Linked DNA regions of Triticum aestivum: all the other regions are linked to region 3. The links are chromatin contacts, called in public Hi-C maps. All regions are on one chromosome and are shown on one strand. Each heading gives the region's core, a stretch centred on a gene start, on an enhancer-like site or on the middle of the called end of the contact. The rest is flanking DNA. Distances are from core to core; before and after follow the strand shown.

The links. Hi-C and Micro-C count contacts between places; a contact is called where the count stands out from the background.
Region 1: a contact with region 3 is called in a Hi-C map of leaf, with 2.7 times the contacts expected there. The contact joins the promoter of LOC123099994 here to the promoter of LOC123097756 in region 3. A contact is called at or near these places in 2 of 5 Hi-C or Micro-C datasets (both in leaf).
Region 2: a Hi-C map of leaf shows a contact between it and region 3, with 9 times the contacts expected there. The contact joins the promoter of LOC123097755 here to the promoter of LOC123097756 in region 3. A contact is called at or near these places in 2 of 5 Hi-C or Micro-C datasets (both in leaf).

What each region holds. Positions count from the first base shown.
Region 1 is chr4D:336,242,777-336,246,766 of IWGSC CS RefSeq v2.1, forward strand. LOC123099994 (sphinganine C4-monooxygenase 2-like) reads right to left here and starts at 2,473. Exons shown (of 3, transcript XM_044521998.1): 1 at 2,240-2,473; 2 at 1,866-2,096; 3 at 1,491-1,706. The coding sequence starts at 2,473. The coding sequence ends at 1,491.
Region 2 is chr4D:336,342,476-336,347,021 of IWGSC CS RefSeq v2.1, forward strand. It overlaps LOC123097755 (rab3 GTPase-activating protein catalytic subunit), which reads right to left and starts at 1,349. Exons shown (of 21, transcript XM_044519577.1): 1 at 1,052-1,349; 2 at 334-377; 3 at 174-237; 4 at 1-90. The coding sequence starts at 1,309.
Region 3 is chr4D:336,642,099-336,646,222 of IWGSC CS RefSeq v2.1, forward strand. LOC123097756 (serine/threonine-protein kinase STY8) reads left to right here and starts at 1,509. Exons shown (of 3, transcript XM_044519578.1): 1 at 1,509-2,460; 2 at 2,684-3,791. The coding sequence starts at 2,063.

The DNA.
Region 1 (3,990 bases), core at 1,223-3,722, 400 kb before region 3:
GCATCGAATCGGATCTACTCGAATCCTATCTAATCCTATCGAATCCAGTAAGTACTAGCACATGCCTAAGAAAGAAACCCCTAGTCTACATCTATGAGCAAGCATTGGGGATTCTTTGACTCACCGGAGCTTGCGCCGTCGCAGCGAACCGAGGCAGGGGTGAAAACCACGGTGGGAAGGAGAGAGGTGGCGGAGCAGAGGAGGAGCCGGCCCTGGTGATGGCCGGCGGCATCGGCCCCGTGCTCATGGCCACGCCGTAGGTCGAGGAGGACGGCGCGCCGACAGGAGAAAACCCTTGGAGGGGGTCAAGAAAACCCCCTGCCCAATGGGGTCCCAAGAAGCGCGGCTCCGTCGATGGCACCGGCGCCGAGCCCAGGAACACAAGGTCCGGAATCGGCGGCGGAGCAGGAACAGCCGGCACCGCATTGGCCGGCCCTCGTGGTGGCCGACAGCAAATGTGGGACGGCGCTCGCAGCGCCGACGCTAGGTCCCTGCCCGAGTTCTGGAGCCCGGCCACCCAGCGCTCTTGGATCCTGGCCATGCGCTCGTCGACGGGGGTCAGAGGACGGCGCGGCGGTGGGCGAGGCGGAGCCATTGGAGGAGAGGAGAGGGAGGGGCGGTGAAGCAGAGAGGAGCGGTGGGAACAGTGCAGGCTGGGCGGTGACAGGAGAGTGGGGGGAGTTATGAGACGTCCCCTCCGTGCCCTGCGCTGCCCGCGGCATGCGGCCTCCTCGCACGGCTGCGCCGGGCCAGGCTGAGGCCTGCTTTAAGGTCTGTGCGGGCCACGAATCGCATGCAGCCCAGGCAACCAAACAGGTCACGCACATCCCGTGCGGGCCTGGTTGGGCTGCATGCGGGCAACCAAACGCGCCCTAAGTGAATTCGTGCACCCAATGCACGGGGATGAAGGGGCCCACCCAACCGGCTAGGTCTCAGTCGACTGAGACTTAACCAAGTCTCAATCAGGTGATATAGCATATAAGAAGAAAAAGAAAAAACTAAAAATATTTTTTTTTTACGAATCTCCATGCAAAATCAAAGGAATATAGCATCGACTGAGACATAACGAAGTCTCAGTCGACTGAGACTTAGTAAAACAGTTGTAGATTTTTTTTAGGTCTAGCATTTATTGGTGCCGAACTGCTACCAAACAAAACAGAAAAAATACTGGACTCATTTGCAAGCATCAGGCCTTATTTATTTTCTATAAGGAAAGCATCAGGCCTTCTTTGAAACGCGCAAACCACTGGAGTCGATCTACAGAGTGTACAACATGAGTACATCACTGCAGAGCCCCCTACACAACCAATTATATCACGTTGTTCTCAAAAATAATAATTTATATCACGTTCCAGACGTGACACTTTAGGAGAACTAAACGAAACAAGCGGCGCAAACGAAGATTAACACAACTCACATACATTTTGATGAAATTATAATGCAACAGTACGTAGTACGCCGCGCGCGTGCATGAGCATGCCCCGCCGGAGTCAGTCAACTGGCGTGACAACGGCGGAGGCCTTGGACGCCTTGGGCCGCACCGGCTGGATCACCAGCCCTTCGCCGCCGGGTCTCTCCTCGACGGTGTAGTGCAGGTACGTCCCGAACGCCTTGTCCCACGTGACAAAGAAGAGGTCGGAGAAGTTGTACCTGACGCCGCGCGGCAGGTGGTGCACGCCGTGGTACGCGGCGCCGTTCCAGAGCGACTGCAGGCGGCGCGGCAGGAGGCACAGCCCGCAGTGGTTGTCGATGCCCTTGATGTTGCACAGCGAGAGGAAGACGGCCGTGGCGCGCGGCGACGACGACATGCCGGAGGCGAGGATGGCCAGCGACGCGCCGGCCGTGTCGGCGATGAGGGCCTCCACCGGGTGCCCGTACTTGGCGCCGAACGCGTAGGGCACCACCAGGCGGTGGTGCCACGAGTGGAGGTGCCGGTACAGGAACCGGCTGCGGTGCGCCAGGCGGTGCCACGCGTAGCGGTACACGTCGTACAGCACCACGGTCACCGCGATCTGACGCGCCGCCGTCAGGTACGACGACGCGGTCGCCGGCGAGTCGCCCGTGGCCGCTCCCCCTGCTCCTCTTCCCGCTATAACCTGCATGCATGCGAACGCACGTACGGAAGAAACGTGTGCGTCGATCAGAGGCTGTGTACAAAGTAGGACGTACGGATACGTGCATGCACGTGTGCGTGAATATGCCGTGAGGCGTCGGCCGGTCTCGGCGAGGTTTTGGTTACCGGGGTGAGCACGGTGACGGCGACGAGCTGCATGAGGTGCTGCATGAGGACGTTCCCGAGCACGGCACGCTTGGACACCGTGTTCTTGCTGTCCTCCTCAGCCTTGGTGTTGAGCCTGTACTTGGCCATGACGCGTCCATGGCCAAGCGCCGTGTGCACGCCGGAGTAGGTCCAGTACACCAGGATGGGCACGGCGGCAGCCACAGCTTCGTCGGAGAACCTCAACACCGCCATGTCGATCCCTTTGATCTACGAGGTGTACACTCTAGCTAGCCAAGTAGCTAAGTAGGTAGAGGTGTGCTATATGTATAACGACGGTGTGTGTCTTGTAGTTGCCAGTCAGGGATAAGTAGTGCAATATTTTTTTTTCGAGAACACTAAGTAGTGCAATATCCATTGTCTATATAGGGTAATCGGTAAGCAATTTAAGTATCCCTTTCGAGCGTGCGAACAAGGGAGAGCGCCAGCCACGGGTGACCGAGCGATATATCGCCCTGCCGGTACACTCAAAGCTCGCACCACAGGGATTCAGCAATGTAATTTCGTTGCTAGTCGCCGCTCAGTGCTGGACCTTAATTACCTTGTGGAACACCCATCCGTAATTAACAAGACAAGATGCCCGGGGCATGCCAATGGCCGCCTACTGTCCCTAGTGCAAGAGTTCAGTAATTTTGCTTACTTGGTAGCATAAAAAGTCAAGATCGTTGACAAACAAAAAAGAGATAAGATTCATCAATACAGTGAAATCTAGAAATATTAAAAAATTAGATTAAACGAATAAACAGAAGTTCTGGAAATTTACTTCAAACTTCACCCCTCGTGTATCTCCAAAATGCTTCCTTCAGATTTTTGTTCTGCATTGGTGACCTTGAGATGTGTTCGGCAGATTTCTCCAGAATCATAGAGCTCTCACGTCTCTTCAAGCTCCAACGAGAAAGATGTGTCCACCTGCGTATAGCTGTAGGCTTCATTTGGGTAATACAAAGACCCACATACAGCTGTTCAAGCTACATAAATTGTATCTTACATAAGACAGCTTACAATATGAAGCAGGAGACCACAGAGAAAAGGGGTCTAATATGAATTTCTTATTAAAAAAATCCTTATATAGGGAGAATTAAACTTAAATTTAGTACAGAATATCATACAAATAAACACAACTTCTGAGTGAAGAATCCAAATATACTCGAATTGTTACAACAATATGTAAATCCGCCATGCAAACAATTTGTTTAGGCTGGACTGCTGTAGTTGGTTGCAGATTTGTGGTGATGTGTCAATACAATCTCTATATCTACCAAAGTTACTTGTATGGATTCAAGATAATCCTTGTATGTATTGAAATTTGTGATGTGTCAATGATTATATATGGTTCAGCTGTATGTAAATTATCGATTGTACCTTTGGTCTTTCGTCTGTAGCTCCATGATCGATTCGCGACGGTAGAATTGTTGTGCCATGTAGTCGGATCGGACGAGAGGTGCAGACAAAGGAGCACACCAGCACACAGGGGCGGCTGCTGCATGCAAGGCAAGGCGATCGTGGAGGGCCCACCTGTCGGCGTGACGGCCGTCCTGCATGGGGGTGTCGCTTCGCCCGTTGCCATCGTGGGGTCGGCTACCCCCGTGCTGGCCCCACATGTGCTGGCCCAGGGCGCTGATAGCCAAAAGCTGCCGGATGAGACGGCCTACTGCACTAGCCTGGTCGGCCTGTCGCTGGAGGGGACAGGCGGCCCACCTCCGCAGGCCAGT
Region 2 (4,546 bases), core at 99-2,598, 300 kb before region 3:
CTCCATACAGTAGACTCTTTTCCCATGCTTCAGTTCACGCTTGACCATGTACAAGTTTTCAAAGGAAGGCACAGTCTCTGCACCTTTTTGCTACAGGAATGCATATAGTTAACAAATCAAAGATACATATACATCACACGGAGCATCAAATAGGGTCCAGGAAGGAGCAATACCATCAAGATCTTTGGGCCATCTGCTAGCCATTGACGACAAATTGCCTCTATCTCGGATATAAACCTAGATGGTTAAGAAACTCATAAGTACGATCATACTTAATTGGCTTTTTGCAGATAACTGCAAATGAGCTAACTAATAATGGGAAGCGCTGAGTACCTCTCCCAAGATGAAGCAATGGTGAAATCATCAAATCGCCCGAGCTGCACGAATGCACAAAGTATGATAAATCAGGAGACAATTAACCACTCAGACATATATTCAACTGAAGCAGAATGCCGACTTCCAAGATCTAGGAAACTGATCTAGTAAACTACAGATAAAAGGCCTAAAATGAAAACATCACATTGAGAAAACAAGATCCTACAAACCAGATACATGCTCCCAAATGGGTGTGACCAACAGTACCAAGCAAAGCACAAAAGGTACGGTTATTCATTAGTTACTAGTTAGCACATTGGCGTGCACAATATGTCAATGATCCCAGCAAACTGCATACTCCTGCAGGAGTACACTCCCATAGGCGACAAATCTGCCAACAATTAGTTGTGGTCTCAGTGTGACGGGCCAATACATCCAATCACCAAACTCTTTACAGCCTTCTAGCAACCGCATCACATTAGCGTCTGATGAAACATCCAACTATCTGACCGACTGACCCTTGGTCTGACGGACCAAGTATTATGAACATACAAGTCACGAGCCTAACAAACAAGTAACAACCGCATCAGTCACATTACCGTGACCTCGTTGTCACGCAACGACAGCAGCACCAGCACGTCTGGCACACAAAATTGGACCCCCAGCTGGAAAGCGCGGCAGCGGATAGGAATCACAGCCGAGAGAGAGCAGCAGCAGCCATCAGAAGCGTGCGTACCTCTTCCTCGGCCTCCTCCTCCTCCTCCTCCTCCTCCTCCTCCTCGTCCTCTCCGATCCGGCGGTGCTTGGCGTGCTTGGAGGAGGTGGAAGCCATGGCAGCGTCGGCGTCGGCGTCGGCGATCCCCTCCCTCGGCGAGGCGGAGGAGGGGGTGGGCGGCGGGGCGGGGTCGCGAGGAAGTTTCCCTGTCTGCCTCGTTGGATCAGTGGGGGGAAGGCGAAGTGGAGGAGGAGGAGGGAGGTAGGGTGATGTGCCCATGCCGCGTCGGCCGAAGATTTCGCGAACTTGGTACTGGTGCGCTGGCCGCACGACAGCTCTGGAGCTATGGGGCACCCAGGGAGAGAACGTGTCCACGGTGCACCAAGACTGTGTCTAGCTAGCTCCTTTTGTTTCGAGTTGAAGCTAGCTCGTTTCTTTTTTCTTTTTAGACAATGAAGCTTAGCTCGTATGTACTGTCAGTGGACCGGGTATTGGGCCTTGGTTGAGGGCTTGGCGTATTGGGCCTTGGTTTTTTCTTATCTCTACTCCTAATGGACGAGTTGGTTGAATAGTCTCATCACTTTCGTCTGGTCTTTTTTCGTCTGATTTTTTTCGTCTCCCCCCGACCACCCCATCGGTTTATTTTTTTTTCCTATTTCCTTCTAAACAAACACTTTCCTACCGTAGAAAAAAGGCACATATCTAACTTTACTAACTTACCCAAAACAACCGATCCATCTCATCAATGCAATTTGCTTTAGGAAACATTATAATGGATGTGAAGGAAACAAATAATGGACTAACCAAATCAACGGATCCATCCCATCAATGCAATTTGATTTAGGAAACATATAATGAATTTTAAGGAAACAAACAAACTTTAAGGAAAAATCCAATTAACTAATCTCTACTCCTTCTACTCCTAAAGAGGGCGTTTCGTTTCTTTCGTCGTCCTCGATAAATCACCTTAAACATATCCTATTGCCCACGTTACATCAATGATCTGTCAACCAAATCAACGACCGAGATCAAATGTTCTGCCAAGGCATTCCTCACGGCCGCTGCAGGGCGCTGTCGGGCATGCTCGGCCTGCGTCGGTGGAGTCGGGGTCGCTCCCCTCCCTCGAGCAGCGTCGACGGCAACGGGCTGGGCCTGCGTTGGCGGTGCCGGCATTCCTCTCCTCCGACGAGCGGTGGCGGCGGCACGGGACGCAGTGGGCCTGACCTGCGTCGGCGACAATGGGGGACCCTCTCCTCCTTCGAGCGGCGGCGGCGGCGCGGGACGTAGTGGGCCCGGCCTGCATCGGCGGTGGCGGCGGCGGGATCCATCTCCTCCCTCAAGCAGCGGCGGCTTGGGACACGGTGGGCTTGGCCGCAAAGATGGATTTCTCTGGGGCATTCGATTACTGGCCTCTGTTCCTCGACTCGCGTCAGGGACGCATATGCCCATCCGGTCGTTCCTCCTCATGGTCAGCGACGCAGATGCGGCCACTGTCGTTCCTCGCACAGCCGAAGGTACGGAACTCCTCTACGCGACGGTGAGACACACGATGTAGCCTTCTGCGCTCGAGCACCATGGCACCACGCCGTGTGAACGTCCCAGGGAGGCATACTGGTAGGGGTTGCATCATGTAGCGTGTGGATGCCCACCAAATGTTCGATGTGTTCCCCTAATTGATCTCTCTATATAGCTAGCCCTCTGTATTTCAGTCTCTCCCTGCTCTGCATGCCTTGCGTCGTCCATATATGATCTTATTTTGTTTCAGTTTTTTTGCTAGATTTAACACTGTCATTTGTTTAAAACTTTAAATGTTATCCAGGTTGAACCATTGAAAGGGAGCACATAAAGCTGTAGAGGCACAACTCCAAAGGAAACAGCACGGTGATGTTTTTCTATATGTTCAGTGTGTCTATAAACCAACATGCTGACTGCTAAAGTTCTTGCGGGCGTGATTGCTTTAATTTTAGAAGGCACTGATGTAACACAGGAAATAGTTACTACTGAAGAAATCATTTTTGCAACACTCAATCTTGAGTCTGCACTTGCTAACAGAGATGCACCCAAAACAATGTACTCCTGATTGTTTGCTTGGTAACATCCTCTCGTAGAAAACTTAAATTAGATTCTTTTTACTTCCTAATCTTTACATTTTGCATTTTAATTATTATCCTATATGCACAGGATCTTAGACAAAAATTATTAATGTCTACATTGGAAAGGATCCAAACTCTAAACAAGTGATTGGTGAATAATTTTTTATCTAGGTTCAGAAGTTGATAATCCGCTACAGTTCTTTCATTTTGCAGGCAACCTCGGGTATGATGAAACGGCTTTCTTTTGCTTCCGCCGTCACATTGCTGAATACGACTTTGAATCTCAGCTGCACTTGACTGCACCTTCTATCTTGATCCACTTGACAACTTATAATTTGCACAAGCATTCCCCTGCATAGTTTGTCCTTGGTCTGAAAGAACAATTCCTGATGATATATTCCAAATCAGGTTGTTGCCTGGATCCTATGAACAATATGTACAGTCACGCTGTCGTTATCCATTTACCATCATGTAAGTTTTCACTACAGTTTGTTTCGGTTCCATTTCAGAATCCCCAAATCATTCAAGAGTGCGCGACGCACAAGGCTGTAATGTTTCCGCACTTGCATCCATAGAAGGGTGTTGGTAAATTCTGTTTTCGATGGATTTTGAAGGGAACTTCTGTTTTTATCAAGGATGAGACAATACTAAGAGACTAACAAGAACACAGTTAATTACTGGATCATCCATGTTCCCTAGCCGTGAATAGAACCTGCTGTGGTAACTTTCTTGTGGCTCTTGAAATAATTCCAGTGAAACTGAATCATTCAGTCATGCCTTCACTTAAGTAAACAATGGCTCTGGGTACTGGAATCTCTCATCTTGGTTATTTTTATATATTGCATTGCAAAACCAGAAGCTCAAGCTAGGCTAGGCTCACAGAATAATGATGATGATTACTTAGCTAAAATCCTAAGATCTAGAACTCCCTACCCATTTGCTCTAGCTGGCAGCAAGAATAATGAACAGAAAGCACCGTGCCCGGTTGCGTCGTGAATATGCCTAATCAAGTTCCATATGGATAGAATTTCATTGTGTTTGCCTTGTGAAATGGATGCAGATGTGGTCATTGAAGTTTGATCTGGTCGCGGACAGATGCGTCGAGCTGCATATTTAACCAGGTATATTTAATCATTTCACAGTTATTTAACCAGTGCTAATACAAATAAAAAGATGTGGCAACATTTCAACCAGATACTTCATCGATTTGTTTTCGACCAGAAGTGGGTTTGGATTAATAGTTGATATATTGCTATTATTAGGAGCACTCATATTTCAGAATTTTGGTTAAATTGGTTGTGTATTGTATAGCTGATATTGATATGTTGCACAATATTCAAGCCCATTGATATATTGCAGCCATATATTTCCTATTTCTTGGTGAATTGGGATTGCAATTGATATCCCAGTCGTAAGAGTTCGA
Region 3 (4,124 bases), core at 259-2,758:
AGGACAAGCTTCATTGCGAGTGTTGGCGGGACATTGGACAAGACCCCCAGACGGGCGCCGAACAAAAACATTCAACCTTTTGGATTCGTGTCCACCGAGAGTTTCATGGGCGCAAAAAGTTTCCGCCTTATCAAATTGTGAGCACACGCGGGTGGGTGCCCATTTCCAAGCGATGGAACAAGAGTGCAACAAGTTTTGTGCCACTCTTGAGAGCGTCAAGGCCCGCCCCGTGAGCGGCATCGGCATGCAAGACATGGTATGCTAGCAAGCCGCCCTCTTTTTTGTGTCATCAAGTTCATGCTTGCGTGTTCATTTGCATATCATTTGCCCATATGCTTGCATTGAAACATTTTGTAGGCATTTCAAGCTTTGGAGGCATTCAAGGTTCAACACAATGGCAAATGCTTCAACCTCTCCCATTGCTTTCGGATCTTCAAGGACGAGAAGAAGTTCAAGGCGCAATATGCCGCCATCAAGGCGCGTGGGGGGAAGCAAGCCGTGGAGGAGGTTGGGGAGGGCGAGTCGGCACGGCCGTGGGGGAAGACCAACTCCAAGAAGGAGGACAAGCGGGATGCGGCATACAACGCCTTGATCTCAAGCATGGAGGGCATGATGAACAAGAAGGACTCAAGGGAGGAGGGGCGCCGGCGTTTCAAGGAAGAGCAAATGAACGCCTTCATGAAGATCCAAAAGAGGAGGCTTGAGATGGATGCGAAGACTCAAGCCAAGATGCTCGAGCTGGAGGCGGAGAAGCAAGCCAAGATGCTAGAGATCGAGGCCACCAATGCCAAGACCAAGGCGAAATAAGTGGCTCTCGCGAGCATGATGACCGGGGTGGAGATCATGAAGGTGGATCTCAACACTGTGTCGCCAAGGAAGAGGCCGTGGTTCGAGAAGATGCAGGCCGACATGCTCAAGTTCACCGACGAGTGATCTCGTCGCCGCGAGCGCCACCCTTTTTTTGTATGCCGGCTTGTGTGCTGGCATGACCACGAGGCCGCGATGGCGTGGTTGAACTCAAATCCCACCCTTTTTGTGTGCTGACATGTGTGCCGGCCGCTGGCGAGTGCGCCAGCATGAACTGCGGTGATATTTTGGAAGCCGGCAATGTATGCCGGCGCTGGCATGGTGTCGGCATGATCTATGGCCGCTGGCATGATCTGTGGCCGCGGGCCATTTTTAAAAATTGAGTGCGGACATGAAATAGGTCGGCGCGTTGGGCGCACTGCCGACTCAAATGCAAAGCTGGGCGGACGCCGGCAGGCGGCCGAGCCCAAATGGACAAAAAGCGGATAAATACGCCGTCCGTTTGGGTTGGCTGCTCTTAGTGCTAATCACTTGCATACACATGCAGTGTGTGAGACAAAAAGAGGAGGCTCATACATACAAGGGCATTTGCAGGGAATCTCATCCTTAAATTGGTTTTCTGCGCCTGTCAAGCGCAGCAAAATCACATGAGCGCACCAAACCCGCCCTCCATAAATTAATCACGCTTCTACACCAGCCCCACCCTCTCCCCATGATGCATGGTCCTCCACCTCCACCTCCCCCTCCCTGTCATGGGCCAGAGCCCCTCTCTCTGCTCTGCTCCGCTGCTACAAAAGACGGCATCATTTTTTGCCTCCCTCTCCTGCTTGTCCGGCTCCTTTCTTCTCCTCCTGCCCCATTCCAGCCGAGCCGAGAAGCTGGACACACACAGGAACAAATAGCTATGCAGAGGAGGAAGCATCACATCCCAAAATATCCCACAGGATAAACATCTTGAGATCCCCTCACAAATCCAGCAAGAACGGCATTCTCCAAGCTGTCCCTCTTGCTGCTTCACCTACTCCTTTTGCAGTATTTTCCTAGTTCCTACTAGCAGTCTCCAGTCTAGCAGCACATCAAGAACCAAGAAATCCAGCGAAAGGGATTGATTCCATCCTTTTTGCGCCTATTCAGCACAAGTTACCCAGACAAGAATCGCTCTTGCAAGATCTTGTCAGCAATTTGGCGTCAGCTCGGCGGCCAATCTCGCGCCGGAGGTTGAGATTTAGAGGCGGGAGAAGCCTAGTCTCCAGCGATGGCGGCCGCGCTGGAGTGCTGGTCGGGCCGGCCGAGCACCGACGAGGAGTCCATGGTGGAGCAGGTTCTCATGAAGCCCCACGCTCGCTCGGACGGCTCGCTCCCCACCTGCGCCGACTCGGCCGGCGCGGGCGACCCGATTTCGGGCCCGGCGGCGCCCAAGAAGTGGCAGCGCCTGGGCCGCAACTTCGCCGGCGCCATCGCGGCATTCAAGAACACGCTGAACCTGGACAACGGCGGCGTCCCCCGCGACCCCTCGCCGCGCGCCGGCGGCGATAAGCCGCCGCTCCTCCTCCGCGGCCTCGCGCAGCTCTACTCCCGCGGCGCCGCCGCCCAGCAGCTGCCGGAGAAGCTCGTTTCTGACCTCCGCCGCCACTTCGATGCTCTTCCCAACAGGTGAGCGACCGTGTTCTCAAAAGTTCTGCAACAGTGGAAGTGCCAAAATTTTGCTGCAATCAACATTAGTAGATGTCAAGTTTACACGTTAGTGTTTGCCATCAAGCTACTTAAACTGCTTCCGTGTTTGTAATTTCTACAGTATTTACGACTTTTTTTTTCTGGTTTGTTAAACCAGAAGTTCTAAAATGGTTGCTGACAGTCAGAAATCTCGGTTTTGCAGCTACGCGCAGGCAGGATTTGACATGAAAGATGTCCTCTTGCACGCCCGCCTTGTAGAGCAGGCGGCCGGTGACGATCAGCCTGCACTGAGCATCGAGGAAGTTCATGGCAGCAATGGCAGAGAAAGTGGTGCCGAGGGCACTGTATTTCAGCTCACTTTTGCCTGCAATGCCCCACTTTCATGGCAGTCAATGTCAGGCTCACTCGACAGCCCATTGTTCAGTTGCAAGAAGATCCAGATCTTCGAGAAGAGAGGATTGACACTTGGTGCTGTCCTGATAATTGTGCAATCCGGGAGCGAGGAGCTCTTCAAGAGCCGTGTCGAGGCTGCCCTAAAATCGGCAACAAAGAAGCATCGGAAGAACAGTGGCGGCGGTGGCGGCGGTGTGAAGCTCCCCTTCGGGCTCTGCGGCTGCCAGGAAGAAGGATCACGCAACTTCGACGAGGAGTCCATGTTTGATCCCGAGGATGGTCAGGTTCTTGACAATGAGCCTGCACGCAGACCATACCTTCCCACTCCCCTACCACAGTCATCAGTGTTTGTTTCAGTAGATGAGTGGCAGACCGTCCGATCCGGGGGCGAGGAGCTTGGCCGCTGGATTGTGAGCTCCGAGGAGATCGAATTCGTCGACTGGGTTGGCCAAAACTCGTTCAGGGGAGTCCATAGAGGAAGGAAGGTTTGGGTTAACAAAATGAGGGGTTGTAACATGGGCAGTGCTTACGATGTCGAGATCCGTCAGGACTTGCTGCAGCTGATGAGCTGTGGCCAGAAGAACATCCTCCAGTTCCATGGCATCTGCTTCAATGAGAGCCATGGCCTCTGCATAGTGACCAGGATGATGGAAGGAGGCTCAGTTCATGACATCATTATGCAGAGAAACAAGAGATTGTCGCTCCGGGACACGATGAGGATTGCTCTTGATGTCGCCGACGGCTTGGCGTTCATGAACGGCTACGGCATTGCCTACCGTGATCTTAACGCACGAAGGATCCTACTAGACAGACAGGGAAATGCCTGCCTTGGGGATATGGGCATTGTTACCCCTTGTAATAATGCTGGCGAGGTTACTGAGTACGAGACATCTGGGTATCGCTGGCTAGCTCCGGAGGTTAGTTTTCATGACTTGATTTACAGTAAACTATTTCTGAAAGAAAGTTTAGTTCCAGCATGCTAGAAGTCCTTTGAGCTAGTTGCTCTGTTTTAACTGTAGCCATTATCTGGGATCTTCAAGTAACCCAGTAAAACGGCGGCATTAACGATGAAACATGTTTTTTTTTTACTTTTCATCCTGCAGGAGCACATAGAACTCTAGGACAAACTGTGTAGAACACTGCATCATCTTGCTTTTTATGAGCAGAACATAATAAAACTTCAAATACAAAATGTGGAAAGAAGTAGTGCTTTGATCTGACCAACTTGATGCTTTTATGCACTAAATCAG